Regions from separate parts of the Mus musculus genome. Here regions 2 and 3 are each linked to region 1. The links are chromatin contacts, called in public Hi-C maps. All regions are on one chromosome and are shown on one strand. Each heading gives the region's core, a stretch centred on a gene start, on an enhancer-like site or on the middle of the called end of the contact. The rest is flanking DNA. Distances are from core to core; before and after follow the strand shown.

Evidence for each region. A called contact is a pair of places that touch in the nucleus more often than the background predicts.
Region 2: a contact with region 1 is called in a Hi-C map of cortical neurons, with 1.5 times the contacts expected there. The contact joins the enhancer-like site here to the promoter of Airn in region 1. A contact is called at or near these places in 3 of 484 Hi-C or Micro-C datasets (cortical neurons and muscle stem cells) and 3 of 9 other capture datasets (adipose tissue, liver and pancreatic islet).
Region 3: a Hi-C map of Th1 cells shows a contact between it and region 1, with 2.9 times the contacts expected there. The contact joins the enhancer-like site here to the promoter of Airn in region 1. A contact is called at or near these places in 3 of 39 promoter capture datasets (the 3T3-L1 cell line, frontonasal cranial neural crest and maxillary cranial neural crest), 2 of 15 datasets of contacts at CTCF or cohesin (CD8 T cells and the NIH/3T3 cell line), 38 of 484 Hi-C or Micro-C datasets (the C2C12 cell line, CD4 T cells, CD8 T cells and 23 more), 16 of 115 datasets of contacts at active chromatin or transcription factors (CD8 T cells, T-cell acute lymphoblastic leukemia, a beta-TC-6 cell line and 12 more) and 3 of 9 other capture datasets (adipose tissue, liver and pancreatic islet).

What each region holds. Positions count from the first base shown.
Region 1 is chr17:12,738,286-12,743,377 of GRCm38.p6, reverse strand. Airn (antisense Igf2r RNA) reads right to left here and starts at 2,067. Exons shown (of 3, transcript NR_027773.1): 1 at 1,954-2,067. Igf2r (insulin-like growth factor 2 receptor) reads left to right here. Exons shown (of 48, transcript NM_010515.2): 3 at 2,972-3,096; 4 at 3,993-4,091.
Region 2 is chr17:12,842,364-12,847,455 of GRCm38.p6, reverse strand. It overlaps Mas1 (MAS1 oncogene), which reads left to right. Exons shown (of 9, transcript NM_008552.5): 8 at 1,044-1,218; 9 at 4,886-5,092. The coding sequence starts at 4,922. The region is part of intron 1 of Airn (antisense Igf2r RNA); the gene reads right to left. Among named protein-coding and RNA genes, the nearest start is that of Mas1, 23 kb to the left of the region's middle. Within about 2 kb of position 2,710, at least 6 of the 459 cell types and tissues checked have an H3K27ac peak or open chromatin away from gene starts, as enhancers often do. A contact at or near this core is called in cortical neurons, where this site is marked.
Region 3 is chr17:12,808,632-12,813,723 of GRCm38.p6, reverse strand. The region is part of intron 1 of Airn (antisense Igf2r RNA); the gene reads right to left. Among named protein-coding and RNA genes, the nearest start is that of Igf2r, 41 kb to the right of the region's middle. Within about 2 kb of position 3,098, at least 125 of the 459 cell types and tissues checked have an H3K27ac peak or open chromatin away from gene starts, as enhancers often do. A contact at or near this core is called in CD8 T cells, the MNK3 cell line, Th1 cells and 14 more, where this site is marked.

The DNA.
Region 1 (5,092 bases), core at 818-3,317:
GAGGAGGTGGGAACAATGGCCTGATTAATTTTTTTCAGGGTTTTGGACCGAGTGATAAGAACTACTAAGGCTTTTTAGTAACTGAGAATAGGAGTGTTGTGATGAGAACTGGTGGGTTGTTAAAAGAGCTGTTTGTAGTAGCCACTTAGCAATAGCCTAAAGACCGTAGTGGGTGGGGTACCACGTGGGTGGTAGGCATGAGGATAATAATTGGTCCTGGTGACAAAGTCAGAAGGGTCTCTCCAGGTTCTGAAAATGGGACCAGACTAGAGGGAATAGGTGGGCCCAGATATAGAATGTCACTGAGAGGTCGAGGGTACGGATATGACCGGACAGATGGCCCATCTTCCATTAGCCCCATTGTCTGCAGCTCAGACAAGCCTTGGGTTAAAGGCACTCCTTAGCACAATGGCCAACTTGATTGCATCGAATACAATGTACAGTCCCTTGCCCAGATTTGCGCTGAACCCTAGCACAACTAGGCAACATAACATGAAACCTGAATCCACTCGAAATGCGCTCTGAGGGTCCAACCCTTTGAACTCTCCCTTTGTATAGAATATGGCACCTTCATGTGCCCCTGAGCACAGCCTGGATAGTGCAGAGCCCTCTGAATCCTCCTGTCCGCTAGTGGGGCACCTTCATTTGCATGGCCAATGAGGAACCCTAATCTTGCGCAGGAGTGTGGCACCCTCATGCATAGCCAGGATAGCGCCAAACCCTGCCCTTCCCTCCGTCTCCTGCAACGCGGCACTTTTGAGCTTGCCTCTCTTGCAACGTGGCACTTTTGAGTTCATCTCTCCTGTAACATGGCACTTTTGAGCGTTGGCCCTGATCACAGAACCCTTCGAATCCTCCCCTTGTGCAGTTTGCACCCTCAGGATACCTCGGAATCCTCCGAGCCGTCTCTTCCCCTCCCCTCGCGCAACTTGGCATAACCAGAATCACAGCCCAACCGGAATCGCATTAAAACCCTCCGAACCTTTGGGCAGCGCGGCACCGGGGCTCACGCAGTGCCGCGGAACCCTCGGAACCCTGCCCTTGTGCAGCTTCGCACCCTCAGGATAGCTCGGAACCCTCTGAGCTTTCCCTTCCCTTTCCCTCACCGCAACTCAGCACAACCAAGGATCACGGCACAACCGGAATTGCTCCGAACCCTCGGGCAGCACTGCGGCGCAGTGCCGCGGAACCCTCTAAACCCTCCGAATCCCCTCCTTGTGCAGCTTTTCACCCTTAGCCTCTCTCGCAACTCGGCACAACCAGAATCGCAGCACAATTGGAGTTGTGCTAAAATCCTCTGAACGGGGGGGGGGGGGGGGGGCAGCGCACACGCCAGCACCCTGGCTCGCGCAGTGCCGCGGAACCCACCGAACCTTCCCCCTGCCCCGCAAACCGCGGATCAGGTCGTGTAGAAATCCTCCGATCTCCACCCCCCCCCCCAACTCTCCAGCAGCGTGGTGCCCTAGCGCGAACCCCTGCTCCCCTTGCGCAGCGTGGCACCCTCGTGCTCTAGATCGCCCGTAAACCCCCCCCCCCCCCAGTGCAGCAGTCGGCCCGCGCTGGACGCCCCCCTCCCTTCTCCTCTTGCTGACGCGGCATGGCGGCAGCGCGGCTTTCGGCTTTCTACCGGCCCTATCGGCCCTCGTGTAGTTCAGAACACTGGTGAGCAGTGGGGCACCCTAGTGCTGAGTTTTCTTGTAGCCCAGAAATCTTCACCCTAGCGCTGAATCTCGCGTAGGGGAACCTTTGAGCGGCCTGGAACTCTTGGTCGGAGCCCTCGAGCTGCCGGATCAGTGGAACCCTCACCTCGCGTAGAGCCCTTCCCTCCTGTGGAACCCTTCCTTTGCGGAATCCTCTAACGCGTGGAATCCTCCCCTTGCAACGGAATCCTACCCTCATCTGCAGAATCCTCCCCTCGCATTGCCGCGCTTCACGCGGGGAACCCTAGCTTACCTCAGTTCCCCAGGATGTCTGCGTGGTAACTGGCGGTGCTGTGCTTCTTGCTGCCCGCTAGAGCAAGGAGGGATAGATATAATGTTGAAGCCTCGGCAGGGGGTGGAGATTATTAAGTTCCGCCCCAACTGTGTCACTTAATCCCCCCTGCTCAGCCCAACCTCACCAGGCTTTGGCTCCTCCTCTTGCTCCAGCCTGGAGCCTGTGTTTTAGATGGCCTTACAGTCCTGGAAGTGTTTCTATAAATTGCCTGCTGAGCAGGTCAGAAAGATTTAGAGGAACACCAGAGAGACCAGATATTTCAAGCAGACTTGAATAACAGATATTACGGTTATGTTTCTTCTTCTTCTTTTTAAAAGCTGTTGTCTAATTGAGTAGTCCTTGCTTGTCTTGAACCCCGAGAGAGATACACTTCTCTTAGTCTTTCCATTGCTTGGATGCAGAGTATGCAGTGCCACTCCTGTGAAGGTTTTCCTGACCACCAAGCCACCAAAAGCATAGTTTTACAGGACATAAACAGGCAGTTCTCTTCCACACAACTCAGTTGCCAGTATTGGTTCAAAATTTGAGACTTACAGTTTATTTTAGGCACATTTAAGCAAAGCACAATTAAAAAAAAGTTCTCTGGTTTTAATTAACTCCATCCCATGTGTTCAATAAATCTTTACTTATGACTACATTGATTCTTTTGTGAGGTTCAAGTGAGTCTTCTGTATAGATAGATTCTATAGATTAAGGAAGTAGGCTCATGGGAGGAGTCTGGGGGAAGCAGGCTCATGGGAGGGGTCTGGGGCAGCTGCTGTGGCCTGGCCTTACAGAAATAGCACAGAGGTCACCAGGCTATTAACCACCCCTGCCCCCAGCCTCCTGGGCTGGAAACAGGTTATCTACTCTCCCTTTGAAGAGACAACCCTGCGTGTTTAACATTCCTGGCTTGCCTAGTGCTTATCTGTGAGAAAAGAGCCTACGTGCTTTTATGTTTGTTCATTGTGTGTTCATTCTTATCCTCTCCAAACAGGTGACTCACTTTTGAGAAGTTCAGCCAGATCACTCCTGGAATTCAACACCACTATGGGCTGCCAGCCTTCAGATTCACAGCACAGAATCCAGACTAGCATTACATTTCTGTGTGGGAAGACCCTGGTGAGTGGGGCCCTCTTCAAGCTCTTTGTTAAGAACATTTTCCCCTTCTGGTGTTCTTGTTACAGGAATTCTGATCCTGGAGGACTAAATGGTCAATTTCCCCCTCCCCCCAATTTATATTCACATCACGTCACTACCACCCAGAACCACCAACTAAATGTGTCTTAAAGATGGTGAGAATTGGAGTGAAACTTGAGTTAGGATGAATGTTAATTTTAGACCAACCTATAACCACACTATTGTGCAAATTGAGATCTTAAAGTCTGTTTGTGGCAGCATGAACCATGGAGGTCATGTTGCAGAGCAAGCTAGCTGCTGATTTACTTCTGTTGATTGTTCTTAAGAGCTTGGTGTTTACTGTAGGAGAAACAGGACTTGGAGGTGAACACCTTGGTCTTTCTCATGGGCTGGGGAAGGTAGAAGTTAACTGTTGCTCTGCAGGGGTTAACTAGAGTTAACTGGTCTGGTTGCCAGAAGGGGCTGTCTGGGGTGGGATCTGGTGCCTCTGCCCAGGCTCTGCTGCTCGTGGGCTCCTCGGGGACCTCCTTACAGGATGGATGAAGTCATACTTTCTGGCCCTGATTTTGCTGTTTTTTGGTTCAGAGACCATTTGGCTCTTGAGAAGAAGGCGAAGGATAATTTCCCATGAGTTTACTCTGCTTGTGGAATTGGGGCAGCTGGGCAGTCAGTTAGACAGGATGTCTGGAGACTCTCATCTCCCAACTTACTTTTCTGTTTGGGCGGATATTCTTGGTGAACTTGTTGAAGTAAGGCAGTTATGTTTCCTCTTGTTGCACCCTTATTTTCAGGAGATTTTACAATGTTTCAGGTTTAAAAACAAACTTGTATTACTGAGTGGTGTGTTAACATTCTTTTTTTTTTTTTTTTTTTAATAGGGAACTCCTGAATTTGTAACTGCCACAGACTGTGTGCATTACTTTGAATGGAGGACTACTGCAGCCTGCAAGAAAGACATATTTAAAGCTGATAAGGAGGTAATGGGGTTTGAGACTATTTGGTCATGAAATCTACTCTGGAGAGCTTGAAAGTCAGGGTGTGGATTCTGCTGGGGAGGAGGTGAGAGAGGGAAACCATAATCAGAATGTGTCCTGAAAATAAAAATCTATTTTTCAATAAAAGAAAAAAAGATAGAAAATTAAAACAACCTCTTACAAAGAAGGTTGTGACTTTGCGATGGAAAGATTTAAATGACTTATTACAGTCTCTTGAGGTGAGAGTTTGTTTCTGTGGATGTGAGGTTCCATTTGCACAGAGGTACCACGAGATTTAATTGTTAAAAACGTCTAGGCCAGCTTCTGGTGCACACAGCACAGCACAGCGCAGTCTGTTTTGGCTTTAGGGTTTGCCCTGCACCCCTTGGGCCCTCAGGAACCTGACTGCTTCATCTTCCTCTGTACCTGCTCCCTACCCATGAAACATCTCACTTGGATGATTCGTTCTCTGCCAGTTTCTTTTCTTTTCTTTTTTATAAAATTTATTTATTATATGTAAGTACACTGTAGCTTTCTTCAGACACCCCAGAAGAGGGCGTCAGATCTTGTTACAGATGGTTGTGAGCCATCATATGGTTGCTGGGATTTGAAATCAGGACCTTAGGAAGAGCAGTCAGTGCTCTTAACCACTGAGCCATCTCTCCAGCCCCTTTCTTCCAGTTTTCATTGTCAGAGTCTCATGTAACCTAGGTAGCCCCAGACTTGGTATGTGGCTAAGAATGACCTCAGAATTGTAATCTTTCTGCCTTCATGGTATGATTAAATCATGATGGTTTACTTGATAGATCTAGAATTACCATGGAAATAAACCTTATGGGTATGTGTCAGGGTTTCTAGAGTAGATTAATTGATGTAGTGTGGGTGGCAGCACGCTATGGGCCGGGGTCCTGGAGTGCGTGGAAAACAGAAGTGAGCTGAGACTAGCATCCTTCTGCCTTGCACTTCCTTGTAGATTAAATGTGACAGTGACTTCCCACTCCTGT
Region 2 (5,092 bases), core at 1,461-3,960, 100 kb before region 1:
TTGGAAAAAAATCTAAGGGACTATTCTGAGTGTTTAATAAGGTTAGTTTTGAGTACTTGTCTTATGTGTGAAATTTCCAAATATTCTGCTATGAGAACATATTGTTTTATGATAGGAATAAAAGGTGATATAAATTAAAATCCTCCCATTTTGTATCATAGCTAAGTAGCTTACAGAGGAGCCCATTAGGATGGCTTGGAGGGGGGGGGCTTTTACCCAGGTAGGAATGGAAGAATCTGTCCCCAAGGGCCACTCCGTTTCTTGATGACGTTCCTAGAACTCTCTACATAGGTCATACTGTCTTCCAGCTTGTAGTAATCTTCCTCTGTGATTACTAATATGAACATCAAGACAGACTTTCAATGTAGACAGGGCACAGGAATCCTGGACCCACCCAGACAAGATCACAATTTGAAATCAATCTTAGGTCTTAGAAGGCAATGAGTCCCATCCATCAGGGAACATGGTGCCTTCAAGTCGTCAAATAGGAGGGCTAGAGTAGAAGACAAAATGTAAGCACAAGAAGACTTCTGCAAGGGGTGAGACCTGCAGCGGGGTGAGGCAGCAGGGCTTAGGTCGGGGTTTCTGGCTCGCTGGACCCTGTGTTAGTGGTGAGTGTTGGTCCACTGTCCAATCTCTCCAGCTTCCATTTGTCTGTGAAGTGAGAGGCTCTGCTAAACTAGTACTTTGCTCTCTGTTGAGTGGGACACAAGCTCAGCTGTTGGCTGGCAGTCAGGAGACTTGGCCAACTCCCTGATTAGGATCTGTGAGCATTTTCAGGCTCCACTATGCTGCTGCCCAGGGCCCGGCAGCTGCTGTGAAGCAGTCATGGGTGGTGGAGCCCCTGTGAGGTTGTGCCTTGCAGAGAGGCTCTAGCATAACTCCTTCCGTTTCCTCCCTGTTAGACGAGGGCTACGATGGCTTCCCTCCCAGCCTCTCACATTGGTGAGAGTGTCCATAGTTAGGCAGCAAAGAAGGGGTCTTCGGATGTTAAAGCCTTAATGTCTGCACTCTGATGCTCCAGGAAACTTCATTCTCCCTAGGAGGCGCTTCCATGAGGAACAGGGAGGAGGGAGCGAAACTCTGTGATCCTGCCAGAGCCACTGACTAACTGACTAACGATGCCACCGATGCCACCGAGACTGCCCCAAGCCTCTAGCCCTCTGTCCCCAATTGAGGTTCCCACCGCTGTGTTCCCCACCAAGACCTGCCAGCCAGGTAAACATGCAGTCTGCGACTCCAGTTACTCTATAACGAGATGATTTGCTTGTCTGGACAAAGAGCCTGCTGTCCCAGAGCTGGGTCTACCTGGAGACAGGAAGTGGCCCCAGACCAGTCAGTCATCCCTCCAGGGAGGTGAGGCCTCTCGTCTGGGAGCTCAATGATGGTGTTTGTGGGCTGTTGGGAATGTGTGGCTAGAGTAAATTCTGAGCCGCCACTTTGGCTCTGCTCACATCGTGCTGTGCATGGTCAAATACCCCAGCTGCTCACAGCAGATGTGCAAGACAGCTAGGAGCCTGAGGAGGATAGGGACTGGAGAGATGGGTACAGAGGGCCAGCTGGTTCCCAGGACTCCCAAACTGCTACTGGATAGCTGGAAATTCCTCTTGATTAACATTTGGGAAGTGATTTTTTTTTTAAAGCAATGTGTTCATTTAAGTAAAATTTCACTCTAACAACACGACGGAAGGATTATATTCGTTGTTTTTAGTGATACTTAGTTTTTGTAATTTAACTATTTGCATTCTAACCCCACGATCAAAATTAGCCTGACTGTGCAGTTTGTGAATTTTACCCTAACTCAGAAAACAGTATTCATTCCCTAGGATGCCCTGGGCAGAAGGGAGTGCTGTTTCTCTGGGGGAAAGCAGAGGTCCATCTGCCTCTGCCTCCCAAACACTGGGATTAAATGTGTGTGTACCACCATGCCCAGCTGGCCAAAACCATTCATTTTGTAGTACTGGGATTGAGACAGGATCTTACTACATAGTCCTGGCTAGCTTGGAGCTCACTGTGTAGACCAGGCTGGTCTTGGCTTTGTAATGATCTTCCTGCTTCAGCTTCCTGACTGTAAGGATTACAGACATAAACTATGTCCAGCTAGTAGGGACATTCTGTACCTCCTGGTTTTAATGCTCCTGTCCACAGTGTTCTTTTTTCTTAAAATGCCTCCCCCCACCTTGTACTGGCTAGTTTTGTGTCAACTTAACACAGCTGGAGTTATCACAGAGAAAGGAGCTTCAGTTGGGGAAATGCCTCCATGAGATCCAACTGTAAGGCATTTTCTCAATTAGTGATCAAGGGGGAAAGGCCCCTTGTGGTGCCATCTCTGGGCTGGCAGTCTTGGGTTCTATAAGAGAGCAGGCTGAGTAAGCCAGGGGAAGCAAGCCAGTAAAGAACATCCCTTCATGGCTTCTGCATCAGCTCCTGCTTTCTGACGTGCTTGAGTTTCAGTCCTGACTTCCTTAGTGATGAACAGCAGTATGGAAGTGTAAGCCGAATAAACCCTTTTCTCCCCAACTTGCTTCTTGGTCATGATGTTTGTGCAGGAATAGAAACCCTGACTAAGACACCCCCTTATTCAGCAAATGAACTCCTGCTGACCTTTCAAACCCCAGTGATATAAGGCCTCCCTTAAAACCATGTAAAGCTATACTTTGCTGTGTGCTTGCCTGGTTTTGGCAAGCTCTCCTTCATTCCACTCACAGAACTGAATTAGATTCTGTTCTTTCTCCCCGGCAAAACTACGCCGTGGTTCTTATTTTTAACACTCTGTACAATGACTTAAAATTCAATCTTGAAAGAATGGAGAAAGCCTGTTCCATCACCACAAAGAGAAATCTCTAACTATAGAATTAAATAAGGTGGGTTTGAGTTTTTTAAAAAAGACACGCAATTGGGCCCAAAGTGTTCAAACCGCTTTCTCAACTCTTTCTGTGAATTTAGTTAGAAGCTTTTTTGAGAAAGGGAGAAAAGTTGAACGGGGGGGTTGGGGTGGTGGGGTGGGTGGGACCTGGAACATAAAATGAAAGTGTGGGACACACATTTTCAGAGTAAGGAGGAACAGGCTGTGAATTTAGGGCTCTGGAGTAAGGAGAGGGGAGGCAGGCAGGCACAGTGGTGGGGACCCCTTGCACCCCATGATTACAATCAAATAGGAGAGCCCTCTTGGCAAGAAACCAAGAGCTGATTGCCTTTGAGGCTGGAGGGACTTGAAACTTGAGCCTTGTCTGAGACAGCAGGATGCCCCTGTCACCTTTCCTAAGAACACAGCTTAGGTCTGGTTTTACACATTTCCAGTATTTGGTTTGAGTCTGCTCCTAAGAAGTTAGACTACCCATCTTTGTATGAGACATTTCGTTTTGTGAGCGTTTGAAGCCTGAGGTGTACTACAGGGTAGCCACCAGTCACCCGCTCCACACAGGAAGTGTGGCTCGATGTTAAACGTGTATCATTTCCTACAGGGTGGCCATTGGTCACCTGGTCCTGTTGAGCACAGGAGATATGGCACAGCTGCTAGCGTAGATGCTACATGTGGAAGACACATCCTTTTTTTTCAATTTTAATTTCATATTGGATAAATGATTAAATGCTATTTTGAACTCATCAGGTTAAATAAAATAGAGCATCAGAATAAATTTCTCCGGTTTATTTTTGCTTCTTTAAAAAATTATTTAATATTATTTGGATGACTGTTTTGCCTGCATGTATGTATGTATGTATGTATGCATGCATGCATGTATGTGCACCGCCTGCATGCCTATATCTGCAGAGGTCAGAAGATGGCACCAGATTCCCCCATTGGGATGCTTGTAAACCACTGGGTAAGTGCTGGGAATTGAACCTGGGTCTTCTGTAAGAGCAATACATTTTTAGCCACTGAGCCATCTCTCTAGCCCCTATTTATTAATTCTATTTTGTATGTGTGAGTGATTTGTTCCCATTTTTGCCTGTATGTATGTTTGTGCACCATATGCCAGGTGTCCTTGAAGGTCAGAATAGGGTGTTGGATCCCTTGAGATTGGAGTTACAGGCTGTTTAGGAGCACCCATGTGGGTGCTGGGTGTAGAACCTGGGTCCTCTGTAAGAGCAGGATGTCTCTTGCCACTGAGCCATCTCTCCAGGATCTAAACTTTCTACCCACAATGTCAAGGTTATGATTTGTAGCTCTCTCTTTTTTATTTTATTTTATTTTATTTTATTTTATTTTATTTTATTTTATTATTTCTCTCTGTGTGCATTCATAGGCATGCAGGTACATATGTATGTAGATGGGTATATTTATTTATGGAGGCCTGAAGTTGGTCTTGAGAGCTGTTCCTCGGCTGCTTTGCACTTTTTTTAAAAAATAGGATCAATTACTGGCCTGGAACTTTCCACGTAGTCTAGGCTGACTGGCCAGAAAGCTCAAAGGATTTCTCTATCTCTTCCCAGTGCTGAGATTACAAATGTGTGTCATCACACCTAGCTCTTAAAAATACATGTTTTTATGTGTATAATTTTTTATCTGCATGTGTGTGTATAGACCACATGTATACAGTACCCACAGAAGCCAGAAGAGGACGCTGTATGTACCAGAACTGGAATTACAGATTATGAGCCTCTACATGGGTTCTGGGAACTGAACCCAGGTCCTCTGCAAGAGAAGCGAGTGCTCTTAATCACTGAATCATCACTCCAGGCCCCACACCTAGGTGGTTTTTGTTGTTGTTGTTATTGTTGTTTATTTGTTTGCTTTTAAAATGTGGGTTTAGGGGATCCAACTCATTTTCTTGTGCTTGCAAAGATCACACTTTCCTAACTGAGCCACCCTCACCCCTCAGCTGTCTCTTTCATTTCAATTCTTGAAACTTTCATACATCTTGTTTGTTTGATTTATCTACAGAAAATGACCTGAAGTGACCCAGGGCAAGAACTCCTCATGGACCAGTCAAATATGACATCCCTTGCTGAAGAGAAAGCCATGAATACCTCCAGCAGAAATGCCTCCCTGGGGAGCTCACACCCACCCATTCCCATAGTGCACTGGGTCATCATGAGCATCTCCCCTCTGGGCTTTGTGGAGAATGGGATCCTCCTCTGGTTCCTCTGC
Region 3 (5,092 bases), core at 1,849-4,348, 69 kb before region 1:
CTTCCTAACTGTTAGCAGTGAGTCAAGTTCAAAGGACTTGTATTGCTTGTTGCAGAGGGATTTTAATCCAGCAACATGGCTACTCTGGCTGGAATACAGACACACCATTAGTACACACCTTTAATCCCAAACAATGAAGGTGAAGTTAGTTTGTAGAAGGAAGCAGCCATGTTTGAAAGTGATGTCTAATTCAGTAGCAAACAAAGTGATGAATCAGAGAAAGATTTGACACAATAGGATCTGCCCAATCCTCATGAGAACAGAGAGGAAAGTGACATGACTTAAGAGAGAGCAGCACAGAGAGAGAAGACAGTGTTACTGGGACAGCTGTACAGAGACAGGCTGCAGAGAGAAACTAAGCTAGACATAAGTGAATACAGAATGAGCCAGAGAATGAGAAGGAGCCAGAAGATTAGAACAGATTGCCAAAAGTAGTATGAGGCCAAGCAGAGCAATTCAGTCAGAAGCTGAAAGAAGCCAGTTTGAACCAGTCAGCATGAAGAGGAGTTTTGAACCAGAACTGTGGAGTTGACCAGCCAGCCAGAGTTCAAAAGCACTAGAAAGGGTAAGCAAATTCAGCAGTAAGTCTCAGGCTAAAAACATTCGAGGTTAGATAAGACTGTATAGAGGGGAGAAGCTTCAGGGCTAGGCCTCGGTTAGCAGACTGAGCCTCCTAGATGACAATTACATCAGGCAAATAAAAATAAAATTTACAGTTTGTAGCCCCCCTCCTTTTGGTATGGTTGATAATTTGGGGTTGAATTCTAAATACTGAATATCATAAATTGTCAGGACTCCTTTGTTCATATAATGAAGGTTGTGGACTCCTTAGAAATCCATAAAAAAAACCCTACTCCTGGAATTACAGAGACTAATTATACAGCAATACAATTCTGTTCACAGATCCTTGGGGGAGCCCATGAATCTCCAGGCTCTGTAGAAGTCTTGGGTAGAGAGAGGTTTCTTGCAAACTCCGGTGGTGTGCATAGCATCTGGGAATGAGCTACAGCTCAGAAGTCTTTGTCCATCTCTGGTTGGCCCTAGCTTGCTTGGGTGCATCCTTCCAGGAGGCCCTTTGATGCTAGATATCTTTGAACCACAAGTAAATCCCAACCACCCAGAGTATGGGGGCAGATTGCATTTGGCAAAAGCAAACACACTCCACAGATGATAGCCTCAGACAGACGGCGGCTATCAAGACATTTAATCAGAGGGCTCTGGCATTTCAGAATTTGAGGGTTTGGAGTTTTGTTGGCTTTGGGGAATAGGCAGAACTTAATAAGCCAATAAATTATTCTTCAGCTCTCTGGTGCAAGCTGTAAATAGCCTTTGACAGGTTCTGCCTGTCATCTTATGAAGAGCATTAACCCTCTCTCTAACATCTTTTTCTGAAGGAAAAGCATTTCCAAATATACATATTAATTACAAAATAATAAGACAAATGAAAGATTACAAAGGCAGTTGCATTTTTTCTTTTTCCGGAATCAAAAAGAATTGTTTAAAATATTTTTAAAGTACATTTTTTTAAACTTTTTATTAATTTACATTGTGTTTTGGCAACAGGCAAATTCGGCTTCTTACCAAATAGTGACTGGAGGGGGAATGTCACTGTTTAAATTTAGAGATCTTAATCATTTAGTTGGGAAGCAATTTTGCCTCTCTCTCTCTCTCTCTTTGAAAGCATTGCTGAAACCAGAGCATTATAGTCTTGCTTAAAAGGAAACAATAATAAATATAATCGAGGGTTTTCCATAACACGTAATTGCAATCACGGGGCCTGCTGGAGAAAAAAATATATCCTCCACATGATGTAGTCAGTCTAATATTATTTACCATACCTATTTAAATTAGCTCAAACCTTCATCAAGCATGTTCTATATGCCATGCACTGTGCTAAACACGAATACTGCAATATTGGCTAAGAGTCTAATTTTTATAGCAGGCTTATATGCTTTGTGCTAAGCACACCAACAAGCCAGGGCCCTGAGGCCCAACAAAACAAAACACAACTTGAACATATTTATTTTCGAGTTTAAAAATCCTATGTGTTTGTGCATGTGTGGGCATGTGTATGTGTTTGTGCATGTGTGGGCACGTGTATGTGTTTGTGTGTGTATGGGTGCTTGAGGTATGGGTGTCAGATCACCTGGAACTGGAATTATAGGTGGTTCTGATCTGCCCTGCTTCAATGCCGAGACCAGAGCGTGGCCCTCTGACAGCAGTACAAGCTCTTAACTGCTGAGTCGCCTTTCTAGCTCCCTAGCCCAAATCTTTTTAAAGATGTGGTTATTGTCAATGGGAGTGCAGTGAATTTTGCATTCAGAAGAATGCAGACATTGTTTTTACCTCCACTCTTCCCCCTTTCACCCATAGTTGACCCACAATACCCTGGACATGGATAGAAATCCAAGGGGCTTGGGAATGGACTTGGTGCAGAAGTCAAGGTGATATGAGGCATTTTCCCAAGCACATGGCTGGAACAAGAAGGGTGAAAAGCAGTCTTCTGGTTTTGGACTATCCTGGGTGGTGGTTCAAGATTTGGTGGCTGAAGAAGTGCTTGGTGACAGGAGCCTGGTATAGCTGTCCCCTGAGAGGCTTTGCCAGTGCCTGACCAATACAGATGGGGATGCTCGAAGCCAGCCATAAGACTGAGCATGGGTTGTGGGGGCAATGGATGAGTTAGGGGAAGTGACTTTAAGGAGCTTAAGGAGATTGCAACCTCATAGAAAGAACAACAATATCAACAAACCAGACCCCGCCCCCCACCCCCACCCCCCAAGATCTCTCAGGGACTAAACCACCAACCAAAGAGTACACTCCAGCTTCATATGTAGTAGAGGCATCAATGGGAGGGGAGGCCCTTGGTCCTATGGAGGTTTGGTGACCCAGTGTAGGGGGATGCTAGGGCGGTGAGGCAGAATTGGGTGGTTGAGTTGGAAAGGGGGATGGAATGGGGGCTTGTGGAGGGGAAACTGGGAAGAGGAAGAACATTTGAAATGTAAATAACCAATTAAAAAAATTTTCGTGGCTGATGCAGGGAGAGGTTATACCACAAGGGGGCACTATTGCTGCATACGTTTCAAGGCGGTGCTGTGGCAGGGCTGGCTAAAGATCTGCTCCTAACAAAGGACGTCCAGAGACTGTAATCAGGAAGGCTACCCGGAGAGGACAAGCCAACTCCTCCACAGAAGGAGAATAGGAGACTAAGTTTGTCGTGGGAAGGCTCTAGACTAGAGCATTTCAAAGGATCAGGGCACGTGGGAACCTGTGGAGACTGACTTGACAAATCCACTGGACTGACTTAGGCAGCTCAAGCATTTAGCTAAAAATTAATCTGTACCGTTTGAGGAGATTGCTGGGTGAAATCACGAGTCTGCAGGCTGAGCTGGGCAATATGTTATCTCTGAAGTAGTCAGGCCCCATTCAGTCTGCTGCAGGCCCCAATAAGAAAGACTTAAAGAGAGAACTTGGGGACTGCCTGACTCTTTGAGCTGGGACAGTGGCCTTCTGCTGCAGGGCTCTGCCGGTCTCCAGCGTCCTGTGCGCCAAGTGCACATCTTGGGAATTCTCAGCCTCCATAACTATGCCATGCAGTTAATATGCATGCATGTATATATGATTGTATCTATTATATACACATACTATGTGCTTTATTAGTGTATATACACTATATTAGTACACACATATGTCTGTATGTCTATAATATGTACACATGTTTATATATTCTTTTGGATTTATTTCTCTGGAGAAGCCAGACTATACAGCTTTTACAGAACAGCGTTTGTCTTATATACATAGGGTTAGGAGATGTTTGGCATAGTTTGTGAGCTTTGTAAAGTAGGCCGGCTCTAAATGGCTAAAACCATATTTGGCCTGGCAGACAGGCATAAACAACAGGGGAGATGTGGAGGACCATCACACAGGGCTCATTACAAAACAACCGTAAAGGGAAAGAGGAGGACCCTAAATTAGGAAAAGTCTCAACACTAACAGTTATCAATGCAATGAGCCGAGGGCCTTACATTCCAGATGAACTCCCTGTCACCCTTGCTTGTCCAGGTACAACAAGGGCTCAGCTAGCAATAGCAATAGGAACGAATAGAGTCACCGTGAAAAGCATCCTGGAAGGTCCCCCAAAAGTTAAATCTAGGGTACCATGGGATCCAGTCATTTTTCTAGTCCCATTCCCTAACAGACCAACAGACTCAAAGAGACCCTCATGTGTCCACGTTGTGAGCTAGCATCCTCATTTCTAGAACAGGTGCCTGTCAGAGAGGGACAGATGAGCAAGACATGGTCCATATGTGTATCAGGGAATGCAAGCCGCAACTTCTAATATACATACAGAGTCAGCCTTTGAGGAGACAAGAGTCCTGATCCATGCTTGGCCAGCAATGACCTCTGAAGCAATCCTGGATGGAATGAGGGGATTGTAAAAGGACAAACATCATATGATTCTATTTACCTGAATTCCCCTAGTAGCTAGACTCATGAGTCAGAGGGTGGAACAGTGGCGGCAAACCTGGAATCCCAGCACGGGGAAGGTGCTGAGCATTTCTGCTCTATGAATTTTAAGTCTTGCTATTGTGGGATGCTATGAGATGTTTGGGAGGACAATCCTGCCTGCTGCCTCTGGACTTCACATGGGCTGCTGAGCCTATGATCCTGACTGTGACCATCTCCCCCAGGCCTCCCCAGGCCAGGCTTCTTCATGATGGTGGCTGCGTTCCCTCTACAGTAGCAGCCAGTGCCAGTTGCCAGTGGCACCTCATGGATTCATGTTTCTGCTCTGTTTCCTTAGCCTACACTGCGAACATAGACAAGCAGAGACTACCCAAGTCACTTGGAAGGTCGAGGTAAGACGATCAGGAATTTGAGGCTAGCCTTGACTTGAGAGAGAGAGAGAAATAGAGAGACAGAGAGACAGAGAGGAACAGAGAGAGAGAGAGAGAGAGAGAGAGAGAGAGAGAGAGAGAGAGAAAGAGAGAGAGAGAGAGGGAGGGAGGGAGACAGAGAGACAGAGAGAGAGAGAGAGAAAGTACATGCTCACGAGAAGGCTTTAGGTAGGCCCTACTATTGGGAATGGGAGGGT